2 separate regions of the Hordeum vulgare genome follow, and region 1 is linked to region 2. The links are chromatin contacts, called in public Hi-C maps. All regions are on one chromosome and are shown on one strand. The core of a region is the stretch at or near the end of the contact, and the rest is flanking DNA. Distances in the headings are between cores, read along the strand shown.

Region 1 (5,819 bases), core at 1,465-3,964, 220 kb after region 2:
GCCTTCCTCTTGCATATCCTGTCTCGCCTGCTGGTGGTTAGAGCGGACAGAACCTGGCGATACGACATGATCATCTTGATCAGCCAGGCCATTTGTCACACTGAGTGCATCACTCATGTTGTCCTCAGGTTCGCAATGCAGTGCGCAGTCCATTGATCGAACTGCCTGAGCTGTTTGCAAAGCCTTAGTGCCGATTTCTTCGGGCTGTTCTATCTGCTGATGCACTGCAGATGGCTCCTCAGTAGCAGCAGGGGGTTGGACCACTGTGGGTGGAACCGTGGCGGTGGCTGGCAGCTGCTGCATCGCCGCGGGAGTGTCGATGACAGGGGCCTTCAAAACCGCAGTATCAACATGGCGCCTGTATCTTCTTGGGGCCGGTGCGCGCGCCGCGGCATCCCTGCAGTTTTCCCTGTCCCGCATGCCCTGCCAGAACCCATCGCGCGCGCCACTGCGTTTGCCCCTTCACCTGGTGCCACCATTGTATCCGTCATCTGCTTCATCATCGTTGCGGCATAAGGTGGGGGCATGACCTTCTGAAACGGCATCACGTGCCCTGCGCTCACCATCCTTGGTGCCCATCTTCCATTCTTTGTGCTCATAGATCCTAGGCCACTCCAAATCCTCTTCCTCCACCGGTGTGTAGTCTTTTACCACATCAAGGTGGATAAGAACCAGGAAGTGAGGACCCTCTCTGCCTTGTTCCGAGGGCGTGCCTTCTGGCAGTGATCTTCTCGGGCGAGCAACGTCAGGACGACTGATGACGTTGAAGTCAGACGCCCTAGGGATCAGGTCCGGGTCCCAGGCCAATAACCAGGCGAAGAGGGACGGGACGTTGGTCTTGGTGGTTGATTGCCGCTCGATGAGATCGAGCCTGCACTTCTTGCCAATCACTTCTTGAACATTGTCCCAGGACCAGGCATTCAGGGGCAGCCCTTCAATTGCAACCCTGTAGTAGAATCTCCACACCCTATTCCCACCCGGAGGCGGGAACCAGGGCCTGAGCAGCAGCTTCACTCCGGCAACCACCAGCTGTCGCCGCTCGAAAACCAGGTCGCGCTGGTGGCACTCCCACAGGACAAGCAGGAAATCTTCCGGGAAGCAGGGGCGACGCAGATGTCCCTTCGCGGGAACCCCTACCCGAGCTCAACAGCTTCGGCCACCATGTCCGCGGTAATGCCCGAGCACGGACCCACGGCGGTGAGCAGCAGCGCCGTGGTGCGCAAGCGGTACGCCTCATCCTCCATCTCCGGTGTACTGACCACCGAGCAGGTCGAAGTGGCCGGCTTGCGGTGCGCCGCACCCGGGATATTCCCACCAGCCATCTTCGCCTCAGGAACGGAGTGAGAGTCCGCAGAAGCGACGACGCCGGCGTAGGAGGGAGATCCCAGAGAACCACCAGGCTGTGGCGGTGGAGTAGGCTCTTGGGGCCTCGAAGGTGAAGCAGGAGTGGCAGGAGGCAGCAGCGGAGCTGAGCCTTTGGGACGGCGAGCTGGGCACTGGCGCTCCAAATGACCCGTCCTCTTGCAAGTGTAGCAAATTTGTGGGTCTCGGCACTGGAAGGATCTGTGCCTAGAGGCAAGGCATCTGAAGCAACGATTTCCAAATCTTGTCTTGAATGCTTCCACGGGAGAGAGAGCGAAGCGAGCGTGATCCTTTGACAGAGGCGGGGAGGGATCCTCCTGGCGCGTAGCCAATTGCCGGCCACGCCGAGACTGCACAAGCTTCCAAGCAGTGGCATGGCCGGGCGTGGCAGGCGAGCCGCAGTGCCCTGGTCTTGAAGGCGCATCCGCTCGTGCCTGCCCATCGGTCAGGGGCTTCTCGGGCGCCACGATGATGGAGCGCAGCCTAGGCTTGGACGAGCCGGGTAGATCTGTCCCGGAATGGGGAGGGGGCACTCGCCTTGAAGACGCCCCCGCGCTCGGCTGCCCGCGGACAGGCTCCCTCATTTTCGTTGCCATCAAGGTCGGGCAGAGGCTGGGTCTTGAAGTGCTGGCCAGATCCGCCCGAGAGAGGCGGAGAGGCTCTGGCAAGGTTGGCTGCAAGGAAGGTGACCGCCTAGGAGAGGAAGGGGGGCACTTACCGCAGCAACCGGCGATTCCTCCATGGCCATCAATGCCACACATGGGAGGACGCGCCCCGAGGTCAGATCCACGAAACCTGCGAGCGGATCCGCAGCCCCCTCCTGGAGGGCGATGCAGGGCAGCACCCTCCCCGATGCCTCATCCGTGATCCGCAGCGCGGGGGCCGCCAGGGAGGTTGCGGAGGTGGGGGGCTGCGCAGAGGTCGCCGTGGAGGTTGCGGCGGCAGCCTGCTCCGGGGCGGGGGAGGCGAGAGAGCCGCTCATAGTCGATCGGCCTTCGCCTTTGCCTAGGTCTCAAGAACCACACAACATAATATCAGGTGTCACACAGTGTAGTGTGGCGTTTAAGATAAAGACGTATAAAAAAGGGTCAGACGGATCAATTTTTTTTCAAACGCGGTTTAGTTTGTAAAGTACTTTTTTTTTCAATTTTTCCATTTTGCTGATAGAGAACCCGACTCTATTCTCCAGCGTTGGCATGGCATCCACCTGCCTCTATTCCACTGTTTACCTGGACCAAACGAACAGGCCATCATCGTCTGCTGTGTGTGTGGCACCAAGACCTGCCAGGGGTGCTTTGCTGCCAGCAACCAGCGCATGTCCCTGTCCCTGCACATGAGCTGTACTGCGGTACGTGCCGCGGGCCATTCAGGTTCAGGAGGGGAATATAGTCACATTGTGCAGAGTGCCGCGCCGTGCATTCTGCCGGTCGGGCTCCCGCAACAGTGTCGTACGAAGGGAAAAGTGAGAGCCGATTCAGCTGGCAAAGGAGACGCGGGCAACTGTTCGCCATTCAAGCTGCAGCGCCACGAGATGCTGGTTATCATGTGGGTGGGCACTCGGTGTTTGGTCCTCACGCTAGCTAGATAGTATCGTTGGAGGCTTGGAGCTCTCTGGTGGAGGTACCTCTGGTGGACTGACCATATTATTGCCGTGGGTAGGCAACTGAACTGATCGCAGAGTTCTCCAAACCACTGAGGAATTCACAGTGTCTGCTAACTAAAGTACCGGTTAGTATGAGGATCTAGGGAATGGTCACGTGTAGCTACTGCTTGGCATTGCGAGCACATGGGTCACCAACATATTTGACTTGCAGTGGCAGAGTTGGCGTCAGCAGCCAAGCAGGCCCCTATATGACTGTCCTGGTGTAGTGTGCGATCATGGTTTATGCAGTCCCTTACTCCTAACCGTTGCTGCGTTATGCTGTCAAAAAGTAAAAATAAAATGTTTGTTACATTGTTCCATCTCTTAAATCTCATCTCTGAAGATTTAGCAGCATAACAAATGCCGTGGGCGACTGTCAGGCCGAACTCTGGTCTTCACTCTATGCCTAGCCTTTAGAAAGACGGAAGCCGAACCTAAATCACTAATTGAAGAGTACATCGTTCAAACATTACTTTCATTTTCTCAGGTTGTCATAAGTGACGCATTGCTTGCGTGTCATTTGTTGAAACATGAAAGTTTTTCCTTTTTCGTAATTTTTTTTAAAATATTTTATCTCCTAAACCGTGCGTTCAAATTTCGAACCGTTTTCATCATTGAATTTCTCGCATCAAGGTCTTCAAAACTAGATACCATGTTGATAGATCTCGATAAACTTTTTTATTACTAAAAAACAGGACCTAAAAAACCGTTCCTCTCGCGATAGGAAAAAAACAGAAAACACATTTCTTCGCGTCTTTTTCCTTTCCGAGAGGCACGGCCGTGCCTCCTACGAAGGTAAAATCGTGCCTCTCGCGAAAGCAAAACCGCGCCTCTCGTGAAAAAACGTGTTTTCCTTTCCGAGAGGCACGAGCGTGCCCTCACGAAGGTAGAACCGTGCCTCCAGCGGAAGCAAAACCATATCTCTCATAAAAAAACAAAAAAATGCATTTTCTTTTCCTTTTCGAAACGCATAGCCGTGCCTCTCGCGAAAACAAAACCGTGCCTTTTACGGAAGCAAAATCGTGCCTCTTACAAAAAACCCCGGATATTTTCCTTTTCGAGAGGCACAAACGTGTCTCTCGGTGCCTCTCAGGAAGGCAAAACCATGTCTCCCGCCGAAGCAAAACCGTGTCACTCATGAAAAAAAACCAATAATAAGTTTTTCCCCTTTTCGGAAGCAAAACCGTGCCTTTCACGAAAATAAACAAAAAATACGTCTTTTTTCGTTTCCGAAAGACACGGCCGTGCCTCTCGCGAAGGCAAAACCATACTTCTCGCGAAAGCAAAACCGCGCCTCTCGTGAAAAAACACAGAAAACGTGTTTTTCCGCGCAAACAAAAGTTAACATTTTTTATCAAAAAACTAAGAAAGACCTGTGAAAAACCGAAAAAGAAACTGAAAAACCAATCCAAAAAGCCAAAAACACATCCAAAAGAATAATAATAAATAAATAAATTCGAATGAAGCATTTAGAGCACGACACGTGACGACAGCTAAGAACATGTCAAGTGGTGGCACGTGGGAGTGCTTGCTGTGAGGCTACCGGAGGAGCGCTCGCTAACTAGTTGATCTCAAGCCGAGCTCGTCTACAGGTAGCCGGTAGTGGGCTGGCTTAGTAGCAAGGTGGCATTGTCGAGTTGACGTCACACACGTCTTATTTTTATATTACCTTTGCTTATTTAAAAAAAACTAAATAGACATATTATGAAAAAAAATAGCTAGTTTTTCAATTATTCATCGTACATTTAAAAAATGTTCATGTAGTGTAAAACTATGTTCACTCAATTTGTGGGAAATCTTTGTTTCATTTAAGGGACTTTATGTGCCATTTCGAAAAATGCTCACGCATTTCAAAATATGTACATGATATTTTGAAAAAATATATAAAGTTAAAAAAATTATGTAATATCAAAAATATGTTGCGTACCATTAAAAAAGTACCTTACATTTTAAAAATGTGCACAGTTATGAAAAAAGTGTTTGTGACATTTAAAAAAACTGATTATACAATGTAAATAGAGATGCTTGTATAGTTTAAAAAAAGTTATGTATCCTTTTCAAAAAATCAGCACGTATACGAAAAATGCTTAACACGTTTGAAATTTTCCAAAAACAAATTAAGAAATATTAATCGTTTATCTGAAAAATCATTGCAGGTATATAAAAATGTTTTAGATATATGCCATTTTTCTATGTGCATGATTTTTTAGGATATCAAAGCATATATTTGAAAAATGTTAAACATGTATTTAAAAAATGTCTAATATTGTATAACCAAATTTTACTGATTTATGGATACAATTTGTAAGAAACATAGACATGTGTTAGGCAAAAAAGAGACAGGAGAAAAAAGGAAAAAAGAATAGAACTAACCCAAAAAGTCTACACAAAAATCAAAGAAACCCCAAAAATCTCATATAAAACAGTGAATAAATCACGTGCTTTTACAATGTTGGACCGGCCTAGTAAGGCCACACTTTAGGCGAGAGCTAATACGAGGGACTTCCTATATGCCGCTCTTTGCCGCGAGTAGTCAAGCAATCGCACAGGGGCCATTGCGGTGTGCAGCGGAGCGAGGGTAAAAAAACGCAAAAATGGATGGCGGTACATTGGATTTGAATTAATGACGACGCGATGATGTATGATCGAGTAAAGCCAATACGACCGAAGTGCTCTTGCGACAGATGTGCATCACTAAACTAAATTAACTGCCAAAGTATGAAACTTAAACCTCCTTAATAAAATAACAGATTTTTTTTGAAATTTTCTGAAATCGTGAACTCATCTTCAAATTGCTGCACCTTTTCTGGAAACG
Region 2 (6,076 bases), core at 773-3,272:
CAACCATTGAGATTCTAAAGTTTAAGTTTGAAATATTACAACTACACATTAGAGTATTATTGTCTCACTATTAGCTACCATTTGGTAAAACGATGTCCATGTGATTAGCATTCCATATGTAACTTAGGTCTTCGCTCAGAGAAAAGTAGGCATGACCAAAACTGTAATGCAGCACATGTCTAATACGGCAACTAATAGTTGGCGACTGGCACTTGGCAGTAAAACCAGGGAAGTGTTTACCTCATATAAGCTCTTGACATTCGTGCTAACAATTAGTCTTGCAGAACTCATCTCCTTCTAATACCAATGCTCTTCTTCTTCTGTGTGATCGAAAAACGTCTTGACATTGCGACATTGTAAAATTTTCTCATATGCTCTGACAGCCGATGTATTGCGCCAAGGTTGCCAACAGCTGATAATTGCAGCATGATAGAATCAAACTTCTTGTACGACAGTTTCATGTCATGGTTTATTACTTCATCTAGAAGAGTGGTCGCATCTTCCGTTCTTCCGCAATCAAACAGGCCATCAATCATTATTTCATAGGTATCAACAGCACGCCGACATCCTCTCTTGTCCATTTCAATCCAAATATCGAGTGCCCTGTGTGGCTCTCTCGTCGCAAAAAACATCACCATCAGCATATTGTAAGTATGAACACTGGGCTCACAGTGTGCTTCTATCATCCTCTCGCAGAGTTTGAGCGCATCATCAGCCTTCTGAAGACTACAAAGCACCTCAAGAAAGCAATTGTAAGTGACAATGTCAGGAGGAAACCCAGCCTTCCCCATCTCCTCCAGAATGCAGTAAGCAGCATCAAGTTTATCCACCAAGCACATGCCTTCAATCAAATCTTTAAATGTTGATACATCAGGCATGCAGCCTCGTTTAATCATATCTGAAATCAGCTCAAAGCACTCGTCCATCCGATCAGCTTTCGCTAGCGCAACAATCATAATAGCATATACCTTAGCAGTGGGCGAGGATATCTTCGATCCCTCGGTCCTCATGAACTCAAACAACTCTCTTGCCTCCGAGATCAAACCAGCGCTGCAGAACGAGTCAATAGCAGCAATGTACGTGAAGTTCTCTGGGGTGTGCTTCATCTGAATCATTTCCTCGAGCACCTTCATGGCCTTCTTGGGGTCCCTGGCGCGGCACCACCCAAAGAACAGGATGCTGTACGTCTCGGCATTTCCCTGCAGCTTCTTCCTCACGCGACCAAACACCGTCTCCGCCTCCCTGACCATCCCGCATTTGCAGAACGCGTCCAGGAGGATGTTGAGCGCGTCGGTCTCCGGCGGCGTGCGCATCCGCACCCGCCGCTTCTTGGCCAGCTTCCTGAGGTTGGTGAGGTGCTTCTCGGTGTAGGCGCGCAGGATGCCCAGAAGGTCCTCGACGGGCACCGACCTGGTGCCGTGGCGCTTCATGTGGTCGAGCACGTCGCAGAGGACGCCGAACTGGCGGGACTTGTACCTCGTGCCGGAGAGGATGTCGATCATGTCGTTGTACGTCCGGTGCTCGTGCTCGTAGTTGTCCTGCTGGGAGGCCCAGGCGAAGAAGCGGAAGGCCAGCTTCTCCTCGTAGCGCAGGCGGTGCATCACGTCCGCCACGAGCGGGGTGGTCAGCTCGGCGCCCAGCGCGTCGAGGGCGGCCTCCGTGCCCTCGTTGGAGCCCTCCTCTGTCTCTGTCAGCGCGTCGTAGATCCTGTCGGACAGAGACGCGACGTGCTCCTCCTGGAGGTTGGTGGGGAGGAGGACGTGCCCGGAGGAGAACCGCCGCGCTGGGAGGTCCGGGAGATGGCGCGGCGAGGGCGGAGGCGGGGGCGGGAGCGGGGCCTGAGCTCGGTTTAACGGCGGGGAATATGCGCGCGAGTAGTATGCGGCGGCGGGGGAGGACAAGTGCGCGGCGGCGAGAAGGCGGCGGAGGTGGCGGAGCCGGAGGGGGAGGTTGGGGGATATCATGTGGCTTTGGAACGCGAGGCAACGGGGGATGGGGGATTCGGAGGCTGAAACGGACACGGCGGCAAGGCGACAGGCGGCGCGGAGGGTGTGCTTGTTTCTTACAAGAGTCTAACATCGGTGGCTGCGGCGGCCTGCCACGGGGATTGTAGGCCTAACATTGTGGCCCAGAGAGGCTATCTAGTCTAAGCGGGCCGAGCGTAATGGAAATGGACTCATTTCACACATTTTTCCTCCCCTAAGAGCATCTCTAGCACACACAGCGTTCCGCCAGCCTGCAAACCCGTGATGCGGGACGTGAAAAACGGATTTGCTGGTTCACTTTTGGCTGCGGCACAACAGACACCGCGTTGCCGAACTGTAAAACAGAATATATTTCTGTTTTGCTGTTCGGCAATGCGGTGTCTGTTCTGCCACAGCCAAAAGTGGATCTTCAAACCAAAAAAACAGAATTGCACAAATAAAGAAAATTGACAATTAATATGAAGAGTTTGGAAATTCAACATAGTTCTCACATACAAATAGCAAATGATATAGTTTTAAGCACCCAAACAACGAGTAGATCATTTTTGCATCAAAAGAACCACATTAAAGTGGCGAAAGCATGATGAAGAACCATCAAGCACCACCACCACCACCACCACCACCGATGGCAGCCATCCTCCTTCGCTCCAAGATCCCCTTTCTCATCAAATCATGCCACTCCAAGGTTATCTCATCCATCTCATTGCGGTTTATGGTCATATGATCTTGTTCTCCTCGGCAATGAGCTTGGAAAGAGCTTTGATTTCCTCATCTTGGGCTCTTTTGTCCTGAATGGCCGCCTTCGCAACTTGCTCTCCTTGATTTGGTGCCACTTCTCCTCTTTCTCTTGAGACCTCTTCATTGCCAACTCTTTTTTTTGCTTCAATAGTCATGGTGACCATCAACTCATTTAACTTCACCATATGGTCTATCTTCTCTCTCAAACTTGATGCCTCCAAATCCTTCCTCATATTGTCGTTGGCCTTCTTGGTGCCATCCGGCCTACCCTTGTTCCTCTCTTCTTCATCATCATCCTCATCATCCAACAAGGTGAAGGCACCTTTCTTCGGCGGTGCTTCTTTGTCCCTCACCTTCCATTTCTCACGATTTTTAAGCATCGCCCAATAATGCTCAAATGCAAAGGGCTTGCCCTTGGATGCCGGCATGTCTCTATACCTTGCGGCTGCAATTTTCTCCTACAACCAAAGGAACTATGTCAAAGCACTATCATTTGCAAACAATATGATGGTTGCAGATAAAACACTCACCCAATCGGCTTCATTGGTTCCACTTGGAGGAGCATTGTAGACTTGCTCCAAACATCCACACCACCGGCTAACTGCCAGCTTGATCACATCCCAACGACCTTGGAGTGATCTATAGGTGCGTGGTGTTCTGTCGACATTGTTTGGCATCAACCGGAAGAACTTGTCTTCTATCCTTTGCCAATACCTCTTCCCGGTTTGGTCGGCGCCGTGGATGGCATCGAGTGATACAACCTCCCAAGCCCGGATCAACGCTTCATCCTCCAATTGGGTATAGACCTTCTTCCTCTTGCTATACCCTGCCGTGGATTGCGATGCCTCGAAGACCTCCCCTCCAATCTCCTACAGCTCCTCCTCCTCTTCTTCGCCGCCACCGTGTACCCCGTCGTCCATGTCATTGTATCCATAGTCCCCAAGCGGTGCATCCTCAATGTACACCGTGTATTCCTCGAGGATAGCCGCGTACTCGGACCTAGAAAAGAGACGGCGAATTCTTGAGCGAAAACCCCAACGGCGGCAAAGAAGAAGACACAATTTGGTTGGACGTACCTTTCGGGCATTCCGTCGAACACCGGTGGGACGACGACGGTGGCAGGCGTAGAATTCGCGGGGGCCTTGTTGGCCGGAGGCGTCGGCTTGCGTTTGAGCATGACCTTCTTCTTCACTGCCTCCGTCGCCTCGGTTTCGCCAATATTGCCGGCGTCCCTATACCGAGCGGGAGGGCGACCTTTAGGGCGACCGGCCCCCTTGGTGCCGGCAACGGGCGCGCCTCCCTGCACGATGATCTTGATGAGGCACTTGCGAGGAACGACGTTGGAGGAGCCTCCCGGTGCGGCCCAGAGATGGTCGGCGGGGAGATCCACCGCGGCTCTGCTCGCCATTGATTTGGCTACCTCTACTTCCACGGTGACGAGCGCGGGGTCGGGGGCGTCCATGGCCGCGTTGGAGGGCTGTCGGGAGCTTGGTCGGAGTGGGGAGGTGAAGATCCTCAGCGGCGGGGGAAGAGGAAAGGTGAACTGCCACGGTGAAATGTCCCTCCCGCCAAATCGATCTAGAATAGAGGTCGCCGCCGGGTCAACCGCGCAAAACACGATTTTGTCAGTTCCGCGGGGGAAAACTATCGCGCACCTCAAATTGTTTTGCAGACCGGTCACGTTTGCGGGATCTGGTCTGCGTGCATTTTCGGCCCGAAACGGCAAAACGGCGGTTATTTTATAGCTTTCGCGGAAATGCGGGATCTGCTAAAGATGCTATAAAACACACACATTTTTATACCTGCTTTTTATAGGACATGGGTCCATGCGTTGCAACGGAAGAAGCACATCCTTTCCCATTGCCCCCTACCACACAGACTCGTCCTCGTCCTCTATTTTTTTGCAGAAAAATATCTGATCTATGCATCTTCAAAAATGGTAGTACAACGAACATAAAAAATAATAAAAATTACATCCAAATTCGTAGACCACATAATGACGATCTATTCAACATGGCATCCCACACGTTTCACCGTTTATCTTGCTTCATTTCTTCTCGCTTCCTCCTTCTGTTCTAGAATTGTATAACATGAAGTTGATTCCACATACACCCGTGCGTTGCAACAAAAGAAACAAATCGCACACCCCCTAACCCTAATAAGCATGGTGCGAGACGAACCTCCCACAAACCCATACACATATCACATCCTCTATTTAGGGCGTGTTCGGCTTCCAACTGCTCTGCAAGTCAGCTCTTGGAGCTGGCGGAGCTGAAGTGAAAAATCACGGAGCTGGGGTATAGATGATCCTCATATCCTTAATTTCCATGAAGCTAGTGTGTTGCCGAACAACTCCTTAACAGGAAGCCCCACCCCATGCCATTGTTCATCTTCCTTTCCACCCTTGCCGAAAGTGCCCATGGTAAATTTATGTCAATAGATTTGTATGCAATATATGCATATACTATCTAATTGTTTTCTATGCAAAACAAACTTATTATCATATGCATTAATGGTACAGATATTCTCAAAGGACCTGCAATTTTGTATTGGGCCTCTCAATTCTCATCAAGGTGTGAGGTGTGTCATGTGAGGCCATATCATCACAAGGAAAAATAAAAGATCCTCATCAACGATTTCTATTCATAAGTGAAAATAGAGAAGAGAGAAAGAATATCACATAAATAGTTTTAGTGTTATCCTAAGTTTCAACATTAGGTCACAAAGTGAATATAATTCTATTTGCCCTTATTTTATATAAGTATATTTTTTGTGACCTGCATGCTAATTTGTATGAAAATAGATGCTATTTTCCTCTAACTTGTAATTCTAAATTTTATATATCAAATAAAGTTATTTTTGATCAAATGTAGCTACTGGTTTCATAGAATCTTATTAACAAAAATCATGTGCATCTATTATGATTTTTTTTTGCCTCCTTGTGCCACAAGCAACCTCATAGATACTATAGTTTATAATGTAAACGATGCGACATATTTGGTATTGGTTTTCTCATATATGGTATTTAATATTCATTAGACACAATGTACCCATCGACCGGTGAGGTATTATTTGTGACTTTGTTACAAGCTTACAAAGTCACAAATGTTTGGTGATGTACGTATACATGCATACACATGGCTGATTTTCAAATACGAATCATGTGTCATTGATTAAGGTTTCACCCTAAATAGCATTTAAACAATATTTAACACATAGATCAACATCATATTCAGATTTTACACATTTTTTAATCAAACTTCATATATATAACATGTTAAAATTAAAGTTAGGGTTTAAAAGATATAGATATGTTTGAAAAACATATGATATAAATTGCGGGTTGATTAACC

What was found. A called contact is a pair of places that touch in the nucleus more often than the background predicts.
Region 1: a contact with region 2 is called in a Hi-C map of seedling, with 3 times the contacts expected there. The contact joins the enhancer-like site here to the promoter of LOC123404273 in region 2. A contact is called at or near these places in 2 of 6 Hi-C or Micro-C datasets (leaf and seedling) and 1 of 1 datasets of contacts at active chromatin or transcription factors (embryo).

What each region holds. Positions count from the first base shown.
Region 1 is chr6H:514,167,822-514,173,640 of MorexV3_pseudomolecules_assembly, forward strand. No RefSeq gene overlaps it. Among protein-coding and RNA genes, the nearest start is that of LOC123402589, 94 kb to the right of the region's middle. Within about 2 kb of position 2,715, at least 3 of the 3 cell types and tissues checked have open chromatin away from gene starts, as enhancers often do. A contact at or near this core is called in leaf and seedling, where this site is marked.
Region 2 is chr6H:513,944,300-513,950,375 of MorexV3_pseudomolecules_assembly, forward strand. It overlaps LOC123404273 (pentatricopeptide repeat-containing protein At1g73400, mitochondrial-like), which reads right to left and starts at 2,023. Exons shown (of 3, transcript XM_045098201.1): 1 at 241-2,023. The coding sequence starts at 1,964. The coding sequence ends at 288.